Regions from separate parts of the Rattus norvegicus genome. Here region 1 is linked to region 2. A link is a contact called in public Hi-C data. All regions are on one chromosome and are shown on one strand. Each heading gives the region's core, a stretch centred on a gene start, on an enhancer-like site or on the middle of the called end of the contact. The rest is flanking DNA. Distances are from core to core; before and after follow the strand shown.

What was found. Hi-C and Micro-C count contacts between places; a contact is called where the count stands out from the background.
Region 1: a contact with region 2 is called in a Hi-C map of the A7r5 cell line, with 3 times the contacts expected there. The contact joins the enhancer-like site here to the promoter of Lingo1 in region 2. A contact is called at or near these places in 4 of 12 Hi-C or Micro-C datasets (the A7r5 cell line, the Rat2 cell line, Schwann cells and 1 more) and 1 of 1 datasets of contacts at active chromatin or transcription factors (oligodendrocytes).

What each region holds. Positions count from the first base shown.
Region 1 is chr8:66,166,195-66,171,054 of GRCr8, forward strand. The region is part of intron 1 of Cspg4 (chondroitin sulfate proteoglycan 4); the gene reads left to right. It overlaps Trnap-agg41 (transfer RNA proline (anticodon AGG) 41), which reads left to right and starts at 154; the gene lies at 154-234. It also overlaps a transcript of Cimap1c not described here. Within about 2 kb of position 2,992, at least 30 of the 93 cell types and tissues checked have an H3K27ac peak or open chromatin away from gene starts, as enhancers often do. A contact at or near this core is called in the A7r5 cell line and Schwann cells, where this site is marked.
Region 2 is chr8:65,921,575-65,926,913 of GRCr8, forward strand. Lingo1 (leucine rich repeat and Ig domain containing 1) reads right to left here and starts at 2,592. Exons shown (of 2, transcript NM_001100722.1): 1 at 2,354-2,592. The coding sequence starts at 2,359.

The DNA of each region.
Region 1 (4,860 bases), core at 1,742-4,241, 250 kb after region 2:
ATTGCATAAACTGGATGTGAGAGCATGCACCTGTTATCACAGGAGGTAGAAGCAAGATGGTCATTCTTGGCTAAATAGTGGGTCTAAGGCCCTTAGACATTCTTGGCTCAATCGTGAGATCCTGTGTCAAACAAAACAATAAAAATATACTGTTTTGGGGTTGGGGATTTAGCTCAGTGGTAGAGCGCTTGCCTAGGAAGCACAAGGCCCTGGGTTCGATCCCCAGCTCCGAAAAAAAAAAGAACCAAAAAAAAAAAAAAAATATATATATATATATATACTGTTTTAATAGAGGATTTTGTGGCAGAGAAAGAGAAGGAGATTGATTAGTTAAGATTGCTTCCTAGCTTTCAAAGACTCCCACTCAAGGCTGACTGCAGGGTCTCCTGTAACGTCTCCTTCTCCAGACCATTCAACAGGGAGCCTGAAGGCAGAGAGCAGCCCCTCACACACCCAGAACACAGCCTTCACACACCCAGACTCTGAGGTTTCTCCTGCCCAGACTCCCACTCTGCCCCTCCTACAATCAAATAGAATATTCCTGAACATCCAAGTGGGCAGAAGCCTCACTGTCTCATGGCCACACTCACCACCATGCCATTACTATGCCGTGCCCTTCTCTCCCTCCGTGGTCAACATGAATCATGTCCTAATGTCTGGCCATTAGTTAACGTCCAACGTAGTCAGCCTCTCTCTTGGGGCTCTGTATAAAACACCCTACTTTCACCTTCCCTCTGTCTACTGAGTATGGTTAGACACTCAGCAGGTGTGCATGCATGAATATGTGTGTGCCCGCATGTACACATATACATGCAGCACATTGTTCAGTGGGCTCTGACCAAGACTATGTCCACCCTACAAGCCAGCAGCCGTAGGGGAAGCCCCCGATTCAAGACACATACCATGGCCAGGAAAAGGCCTCTGGCTAAGTCTCGGCCAATCTGCTCTCTGGGGAGCAGAGGAGACCGGGGAGAGGAGCCCAACTTCCGTTCCCACCTAAGAGCAAACTCTTCCCCGCCCACATTTCAGGAGGGGCAGCTATAAATATCAATGGGCCCAGGATGCTGATTCCCACGACATCAGCTCCTCCCTGCCCCCTTCTCTAGTGCACAGGCACTGGGGCCAAGAAACTGCTGCAGCTGGGGCAAGGCAGGCTTGCGCCCCCCCCCCCGACTTCCTGGCAGAGGGAGAACAAATCACCATTTTGGGGAGTCTCTGGGCTATGGCTGAGCATCTTTCTAATTCTCATTTTGACTCAACCCCCACCTTTCCTGCTCTCAGCCCTCAGTTCCTTAGAGACCTTCTATGGGGAGGCAGAAGGCTAGCTAGGCACAGCGGTTACAAGCATGGTATTAGAGCATTCATCTGGGATTAGATCCCAGCCCTTGTGCAAGGACTTGTGGGCTTGGCCCACTGTGAGCCTCCAGTTAGCCCTTTACAAAACAGGAAAGAATAGCCCCTACCTCTCATATGTGTTGAAGACAACGAAGCCAGATCTCGGCCTGGAAGAAAAGCTCTTCTAGGCATCTGTGCCCGAGGTTGCTGTTATTCTGTTCCTGCTGTCTTTCTGGGGTGGGTGGCTCAGTAGTTGGGGTGACCCTGTTCAGAAAAGGTTCCAAGGCAAGGACTCTGGAAGGGCTGCCAGCCACTTACCACACCCTCAGCTCAGGACCCTTTACAAAGTGGAGGCAGGGTTCTGCATCTGTGCTATGTGAGGGCTGAGGTCTCACCTTGTTGGGACCTCACGGACAGAGCAGAAGATCCCTCCTGGGTACCCAGAACCTACTTCTCAATAGCAGACAGTCTTGTACAAGGCCCATGAGCTGACGTGCAGCTGAAACCCAGTCAGAGGATGCCACGTGAGTAACCAAAAGGTAGTCAAACTCCATCCCCAAAGCAAGTGACCGGGAAGGAAAAAATGGGTCCCAGTACGGTTTATGAGTAAGGGAACCCAGAAACCTCTTTTTCTTTCCCTCTGCCAACTCCACAGGACCTTCTAATTCTTGGTCTCCTCTCCAATTCTGACCAGGGCCCAGTGACATTGACATAAAGTGGTTTAGAGTAGCATAGGACCACTAACACCACTGTAATCAGCAATACTGGCAGCATAACAAGGGGCAGAAATTCAGGCTGAGCGAAGTTGAAAAGATGTCTCTGGGATGCTGGTGGTGACAATGTCCATGTGAGTTCAGTGAGGACATGTGAGAGGTGAATTTCCGGAGATGGCTGCAGGGTGAGAAGCCTGGCCTTGTAACTCTAGAAGAATCCTTGGGATAAAGGACTACCCAGAACCTAAGCCTCTCTGTGTGGACACCTTTGCCTTCACCCCAGTGCACTCTGGGAAAAGCCCAGACAGCTCCCCGGATGTTCTAATAGAATCCAGGAGCCTGCCTCTGGCTGTTTCTGTCTCCAGGCATCTGGGGCTTCTGTGCTTCAGGCCTCCCATCTGTAGCCCAGCTGAGCCCTTCTGGAAGTAGGGACTAAGATGGAGTCTTCTTCCTGCATTTAGTAACAATCAATGGGTAGGCAACTTGTGTTCATGCTTACTATGTGACAGATTGAGATATCTGACCCTGCTGTGTGACCTTCAACAGACTTCTGTCCCGCTCTGTGCCTCTGCAGGGGAACTTTAATCTCCCAAGTCATCTCTAAAACTCTGAGTCCAAGCTCCTAAGAATGGGGCAGGGACTCAGCATCTAGCTAGCTGCTTGTCCTAGTCATGCAGTAAGCTGAGGTAGACCTTCCTCGGGGCTTAAGGGCACTGGTTAGCCAGCGTTCCTGGGCATTGGGAAAACACTTTCCAAAGTTGGCCCCAGACCCCTGGGGCTCTCCCAGAATGAGAGTTCCCTCTGCCCCCAGTTCCCATCTTCCACCCCCTAGCTTGGCCCCACCCTGCCAAAAATAAACCCAGACCACCCCATTTGGTCCCAGCCAGACCCACCCAACTCTTCCAGAGCCAGTTGAGTCAGAGCTTGGGACTGCTCCTTTTTTAACTGTCTGAGTCACCGGTTGTGGCTATGGTTCTATGACACATGCCCAGGCTGCAGCCAGCCCGTTGCCCCTAAAAGCACAACAGTGGCAGCATCTGCATAGTGAGTAGCAGCAGGTGGATTTAGTTTGTAACCTATCAGGACTAGGAAGCTCACTCCCTAGTAAGCTAAAGGTGGAGCTGACCCCAAAGGCCCTGCCTCGCCTATAGCACTTTACTGCACCCCACCAGAGAGAGAGGGGTCTCCATGCCCAGTGTCCAGGGACGCATGGGAAGGCCAGAGATTTCTATTATTGTCTGTTTGGTTCCAGCTCAGGACCCACACTGTGCCCTGAGTGCCCTGAAGACGCCTTGTTGGCAGGGACACTGCCTTCTGCCTTCCCCTGTCACTCCTGCCCGACTCTGCTTACAGATCCACAGGGCTGCAATCTCCCCATCTCTCTCCCAGACCCTATTCTGTCCCATCCCTGTCTCTCCATCTGGTCCAGCCAGTCCCTGGCTGTCTGTCTTCACTTCTCCATCCCCTCCCTTCACATCGCTGCCTCTTCGTCTTTGCCTCTCCCAGCTCTGGTCCTGTTCTTTCTCCACGTCATCCTGTACCCAGCTCGGGGGACAGTCTGAAGTGCTCACTCCGCAGCTGGCACCCCAAGGCCCTCGTCTGTCTTCTCGGTAGACAAAATAGACCCACATCCACCCATCCCAACATGGGAGTCTGGACCCCGGGGGACCAATAATCCCAAGAGAAATTTTCCATCCCCCTCACCCTGCCCTGTCCACCACCCCAAAGCATAGACTACATCCTGTCCCAGGGAATGTCAGGATCCCACAGGCACTTCCTTAGAGCCTGGGGGTGGGGAGGGGGCCTGGGAATGGCCCCTCCTTGAGTCCTGCTGGAGCAGAAGCCTGCACAACTTCAAACCCCATCCTCTGTCTGTGGTCATGCCTCCAGCTATAAATAGGGGCTCACAGTCTATTTTCTTTAAAAACAAGCATCAGACTGGGTGACCATGACCAGAAAAGCAACCCCTGGCCGGAGCAGTCTCCCATCCTCCTCAGTCACTGTGTCCAGGCACCTTAGATGGTTAGCAGGGCTAGAAAGGGGGCTGGGGGTGAAGCGCAGTGGAAAATACACAAGGCAGTCTCCAACGTGCTACCTGGACCAGCTAGGGGCTGCCCTTTATATACCCCTCCTCGTCTCCCTTCACCACACAAGGTCATCCTCATGTCGAGACTCACGGTGTCAACAAAGAGAGGTGACACAGCTCCCCAAGCCACTGTTGAGTATCTGCACCCCAAACAAGATGAGGTAGCCTCATAGCCTTGGCTATGAGACAGGGTGAGGGACTCATGAGGCCAGCTCAGAGAGGACAAAAGAGCTGGATCCAAAACAGGACGTAGGTATCGGCTAGACTTAGGCGGAAGAGCCTGAGGTCCAGCAAGGCTGATACCTAGAATGTTCACAGCAATATGGGTGAATGCCGTGGATAGAAGCAAGGCCACCCATGGCCTTTCGCATCACACTCAGGTTTTGGAGCCTGATCATGGGATGGAGAGCCACCCAAAGCTTCAGACCAGAGAGGATGCTGAGCAAATCGGTTTAACTGTTGCTACTACTTGCAAAGAGAGGCAGGAAGTTAACTAAGACAGGCACGGGATGGTGGTGATCTGCCTTGCCTACAAGCACAGTGGGAAAGGAGATTAATTTGAGGGAGAATTTAGAGGCAGGGTAGATGGAGAGTGGATATCCCTTAACTGTGGCGAGGAAGGAAAGAGTGGGCCCAGAACTCAGTTTCTGTCTACAGTGGCTGGCTAGCGGGACCTTTATTAGGCCAGTGAGGAGGTTGGGGCAATATGACCTTGTTTGCTGTGAG
Region 2 (5,339 bases), core at 1,342-3,841:
TCTAGCTCTACTCATTCATGCAGCTAAGGAGTCTATGTCCCCTCCAGGTTGCCCTTGCCAGGAGGTCCTAGGGCCTCATGGCATCTTTCCCTCGTCCAGAAGGTTGCCTAGATACTAGGGTAACCCACGAGGTCTACCCAGGAGCCAAGCAGGCAGCTCAGCGGGATGTTCAGAATAAACGCATGAATGAATGGGCTGCTATGCCATCATCTGTGAAACCAATGTGGCTCCTTAGAGCTGCGGGCACTAAGAGCAGCTAGGGGAGGCTTTTGGAAGGAGAGGGCCTTTTAGGAAGGGATGCTAGACCAAGCCAAGAGAGGATTCAGGCATATGGGGAAGACTGGTAGGGACAGAACAAGATCCAGTCAGTAGGCTTGTCCTGGGAGGGGAACTTGGGGCTGGAAAGTCATACACACACAAAAGCCAGACCAAGATTCTCGCCTGCAGGGCCAGCCTTCTGCTTTCACAGGCACCTAACAGTGGTTCAGCGAAGCTATCAGAACACAGGACCTGCTCAACTTTTTTGCTAAGCAACAGCTCATTCTGGGGGAGGAGGGCAGGGGTTCTCTAGAATTCTGAGTTCAAAAATTAAAACAAACATACAATTGTCTAGATTGAGAAATGGATGTTTAGAGACGGATGGAAAAGATGAGTCCTCAGGATCAAAGAGGATCGTGACAGGTAGACGTCTCTCTACAGTCTTCTCAGGCTCGAGGATCCCTCCACTCACAAGGCATCAACCTCAGCATGCAGCACACACCCATCCCGTAAAGGCTGCTTCCTAACCCTCACTTGCTCCAGGTCTAGGAAACATCAGGGTATGATGGAGCTCTGCCCAAGGCTGTCTCATATACACTTTAGCTAGGGATGGGGGAAGGGACGTAGAGCCAAGAGCCCCACCAGGTGTGTGGGGGGTCCTGCCCTTCTTAGGCCGGGTGGTTGGGTGTTGCCCTCGGGTCTTCTGAGGCCGTGTGCCTTTTCCCTGGCACCTTCAGCATGGCTCCAATGCTTTCTTTGCCTCTCCTTTCTATCACCTCCCTCTTGCCTCCCAAGCAAACCATGTGCCAGCACCCTCCCAGGGGTTGAGGACTCTGTACCCCTCTTGGCCCACACAAGGACAAAGGGCCAGGAGCAGTGGAACACCCACCACCCCTCATTAGCAGTCCTCAGTGGGGCCAGGTAAACCCCAGGATCTCTGCCAGCTTGGTGCCCCTGAGCTCCCTTGGCACCAAGGCCCGTGCTAAAGTCGTTGGCATAATGGCCAGCAGGGCTGAGCCCAGAGCCGGGAACCAGGAGAGCTGGGCGCCCTCTGGCTGTCCAAGCCCAGCCAAGGACTGAGGAAAGGCTGGGCTGGCAGAAAGGGGCTGGCCCAGATGGTCCTGCCCCCACCGCAGCCTCTTGCACTCCCACCCACCAGGGCAGAGCTGTTCCCATCTTCCATGTGCCCCAGTCGCCACTGCACCCACCCACCACAGGGCATTTGAGAACAAAGGGGAGGTGCAGCCACAACAAGAGCTGGTCAGGGGCTGGTCAGGGACCCCAGCAATAAGAGACCTCAGGGGACTGCCCACCTACCTGGCCCCACCCCTCTTCAAAGTGGGACCCACCCAGAAAGAAACATCTGGTTGTCTTAGAGGGCAGGAAGCCCAAAACCCACCCGAATAGGGTGTGTTTGGGGGACATACACAAGAGGCTCCTTCCTCACCTCCCCCTTCTCAGCAGGCTCCCACTTCCCACCCATTTCCCTCGGTATGAAAAGTGGGGCAGGAGGAGGTGAGAAGCCGGGCTGAACGCAGACAAAGGGGAGCCCCGAAGGTTCCTGGGTCTTCCTCAACTGGACTCCCCCCCTCCCTTTTCTTCCGCCCTCCACCTCCCTTTCACCCAGGAGGAGCGAGAAAGGAGCCAGAAAGAGGCTGACAAGGCTCTTGTGGAGAGAGGGGCAATCCGAGCAGGAGCTTGGGGAGAAACTGTTTGCTAGCCGTGTCCCCAAGCGGGGGGGTGGTCTCTGGTCCACCGAAGGAGACTCACCCAGGGCTCAGAGAACGTATCCTCTTAGGTGACCATTGCCCAGAGTGGGAGAATGATTTAGGGGGCACCAGGGCAGGAATGGAAAAGAATGGTAGGGATGACCACGGGTCCCAGCTTGCCAACCTGGGATCTGTTAGGACCGGCGGAAGGGAAATGGGAAAATCATTTGAAACTTGAGGGTCAGGCCTGCGACCCCAAAGGGGGTCTGGGTGGTACAAGGTGTCCTACATAGCCCCAGGAGGGTGAAGCCTGGGCCGACAGCAGCTCCCAGAGGCACTCGCCGCAGGGCTGCCGACTCGGGCTCGGCCAAGGCGAAGGGGCTCACCTGCATCTCGGGCGCGCTGTCCGTCCGCTCGGCTTGGTCACCAATCGCATGTCTCTCTTGCCGGCGCGGCCCCAGCCCCAGCCCAGCCCCCCTCCTCCGTCTCCTCCTACAACACCTCCGCCCGGTCCGCGCGCCCTCGCAGGGCTGGCTTTCCGTCTGTCTGTCCCACGCGGGCGGGAGCCCAGCCGGCCCTAGGGCAGGAGCTCAGGAGTCGGGGGCGGAGGCTGAGGCCGCGGCCGCGGCGGGCTGAGAAACCGTAGCTCTCAGGACGCCTGTCGCGGGCTCCCGGAGCCTGGTTCTGTCCCTCGGGCCGGCCGGGAGCGGCCGCCACCGCCTCTACCGCTGGGGCCGGGGTCGAGGCCGGGCGTTCTCCGCAGCGGTGCCGGGGCCAGGGCTGGGGCCGGTGGACAGCTGCTGCGCATGCTGCTCTGAGCCCCGCGTCGGGAGAGGGGCCCGAGCGGCGCGGGTGGGGACTCCGCGCGCTCCGGGACCGGGACCGGTCCAGGTCCGGCCGCCTCCTGAGCAGCCGCCCGCTCCGGCTCCCGCGCCGGCTCCCGCTCGGGCTCCGCGCTCTGCCGCGGCGTGGGGAGGGAGCGAGAGGAGCGAGCAGCGAGCCAGGGAGGGAGGAGGGACAGAGGGAGGGAGGGAGGGAGCTAGTGAGCGAGCTCTGGAGCGGGGCGGGGGAGGAGAGAGAAGGCGCGGCCGCAAAACCTGGGTGGGGGTCCTTCTTTCAGAGAACCAGGCGAAGATCGAGGAGCGTCCCGGCAGCTGCCCAGAGCCCAGGGGGCAGCGAGAGTGGCAGCGGGGCACAGACGAAGAACGCTCCCGGGCCGGCGCCCCCGCGCTCCCGCCCTGCACCACGCAGGGCCCCTCTGGGTCCCAGGCTCCAGCAAGTCTTAAGCCAGCCCAGCCCGCGGTCTTCCCAGAGTGCGTGCACCTATTGGCGTGTGATTTGTCTCTGGCCACATGCGTGTGCATGTGAGCGCGTGTGTTCACACGTGTTAACTGGGGTCACTGCACACTGCCATGTGGACCGACACACGCACGTGGACAGACAGGGACCCCCACCTGGCCACGGTTGTTTAGAGGACGGCTTGAGGAGGGTCAGGTCTTGACCCCTCCTCTCGAATTGTCCAGGACACTCCCCCACTCCCCACAAGACACCACCACCACCACCACCACTTCCTAGGGATCTTAGGGCGAGGCCGGCCGCTGGGACGCACAGGAAGGGGATGTGGAGGCCGAGCTGGCTAAGTGGGTCTACCCGGGGGCCAGGTCTAGAATTGCTTTAGCATCCTAGTCTCCACCCCGTAGGGTTTCCTGTCCAGCAGAGGGCAGCAGGTCTACCTGGAAGGCTCCGGACCATGACACTCTACTAAGTGACCAGCAGAGGGGAGTATAGACCCTTAGTCTGGGCTCAGCTATTTACCATCTAACTCCCTAAAATAAATACTGAGTTTGGTGGTTACCACATTTCAGATGACTCCAAAGAATAAGACCTTTATATCGAGACCCAGACTGTTCTTGGGCCACAGATCAGAGACTAGCCTGGCAAGGTGGCCTGGTAAGGGCTGCGGTGTAGGCAGGCAACCCTTTGGGACCTCACATCCTTCTACAGTATCTCTTTCCATCTGCTTGAAGCCAGATGCCCCTTAAAACCATGCCAGCTTTATTAGAATAACCATCAATGAAGACACCACAAGGCAGAGTTCCCTTCTCCCCATTAGCACCTCAGAACTCCCGGTAGTTTGTAGGCAGGCAAAGAAGGAAGCTGTGCAGGGCAGGAAGAGACCAGCGCAAGGCCTGTGCCTTTCTGGGGTGGGCAAAGATCCCGTTCCCAGTGCCTTGTTCGCCTTCCAAGGAACCAGACTGGCATTTCAGAGATGCCTGTCTGTCTTGGAGAGGCCAGCTTCAAGTCCCCACCCCCAGCACTGTCTTGATTTCCACAGACCAGCCTCACACACATAGTCCAAAGAGTTGCACAAACCTGTTCCAGCGAAACCGATCCTGGATACCTCTCAGCCTCACTGGCAGACCACTGCTTGGGACATTCCTGCCTTGTCTACATCCATCCTTATCTCAGGCCTACCTAGAGCCCCTTCCCGCAGGTGTGGGTGCTGCTCCCTGCATCTTACATTCTTCTTCCAACAACTTCAGGAAGAGGCACCACTACTCCCCTGAAATAAAGAGCAGGAACCCCAGGCTCGGAAAGGTTACGTGACTTGGCCACGGTCACACTGCTTGTAAACCGTGGAAAGGGAATTTGAATGGCTTTCCAGGGCTGAGTAAACCAGTGGGAGGCAGGCTTGGCAGAGGGACTTACTGGTAGGAGGGGAGGTGGGGCGGCCACACGAGTCCCCTCCCTTCCAGAGACTAGCGCAGGCGGCTCATGGGTCCCCCATTCCGTGATCCTTGCACCCCCTTCCCAGTCTCCCCAGCTCCCCCACCCCGGCTGTTTGTGAGTTACCGGTGAGCTCCCGCCCTCCCTCGCCGCCTCCTCCCACAGCCCGACAGGAATAGACGCTCCCTAGCTCCTGCGTAAAGGCTCTGCCAGACCCGATGCGGGGCGGGGGGCGGGGGCGGGGGCTATTCCTGGTGCGGCGACTGACGCAGGCAAGGCGCGGCCACCGCAGATCTCCACCCCCGACTCACCTGCTCCCTGCCTCAGTGATCTGGTCGGAGAAATGGGGGAGAGTCCATCGGCCCCATTGTCAGTCTCTAGTTTCTAGATGAGGAAGCTGGTGTGCTAGGCTGATATCTTGTGGTGCCCATCTACCCATCTTCCTTCGGTGTCCTGGGGCGATGGAGGTGACACCCCAGCTACGTTGAGGTCGTACTCCTCCACTGTAAGGTAGCCCAGCCATAGCTCTTTCTCTATGTCTCCTGAAGAAACGGTCCCTCTCAGGTTCTCAATCTTACTCCACCAGAGGAAACGATGGGAAAGGGGGCTTGGGGAGGATGGGACCACTACAGTCTGAAGAAGCCT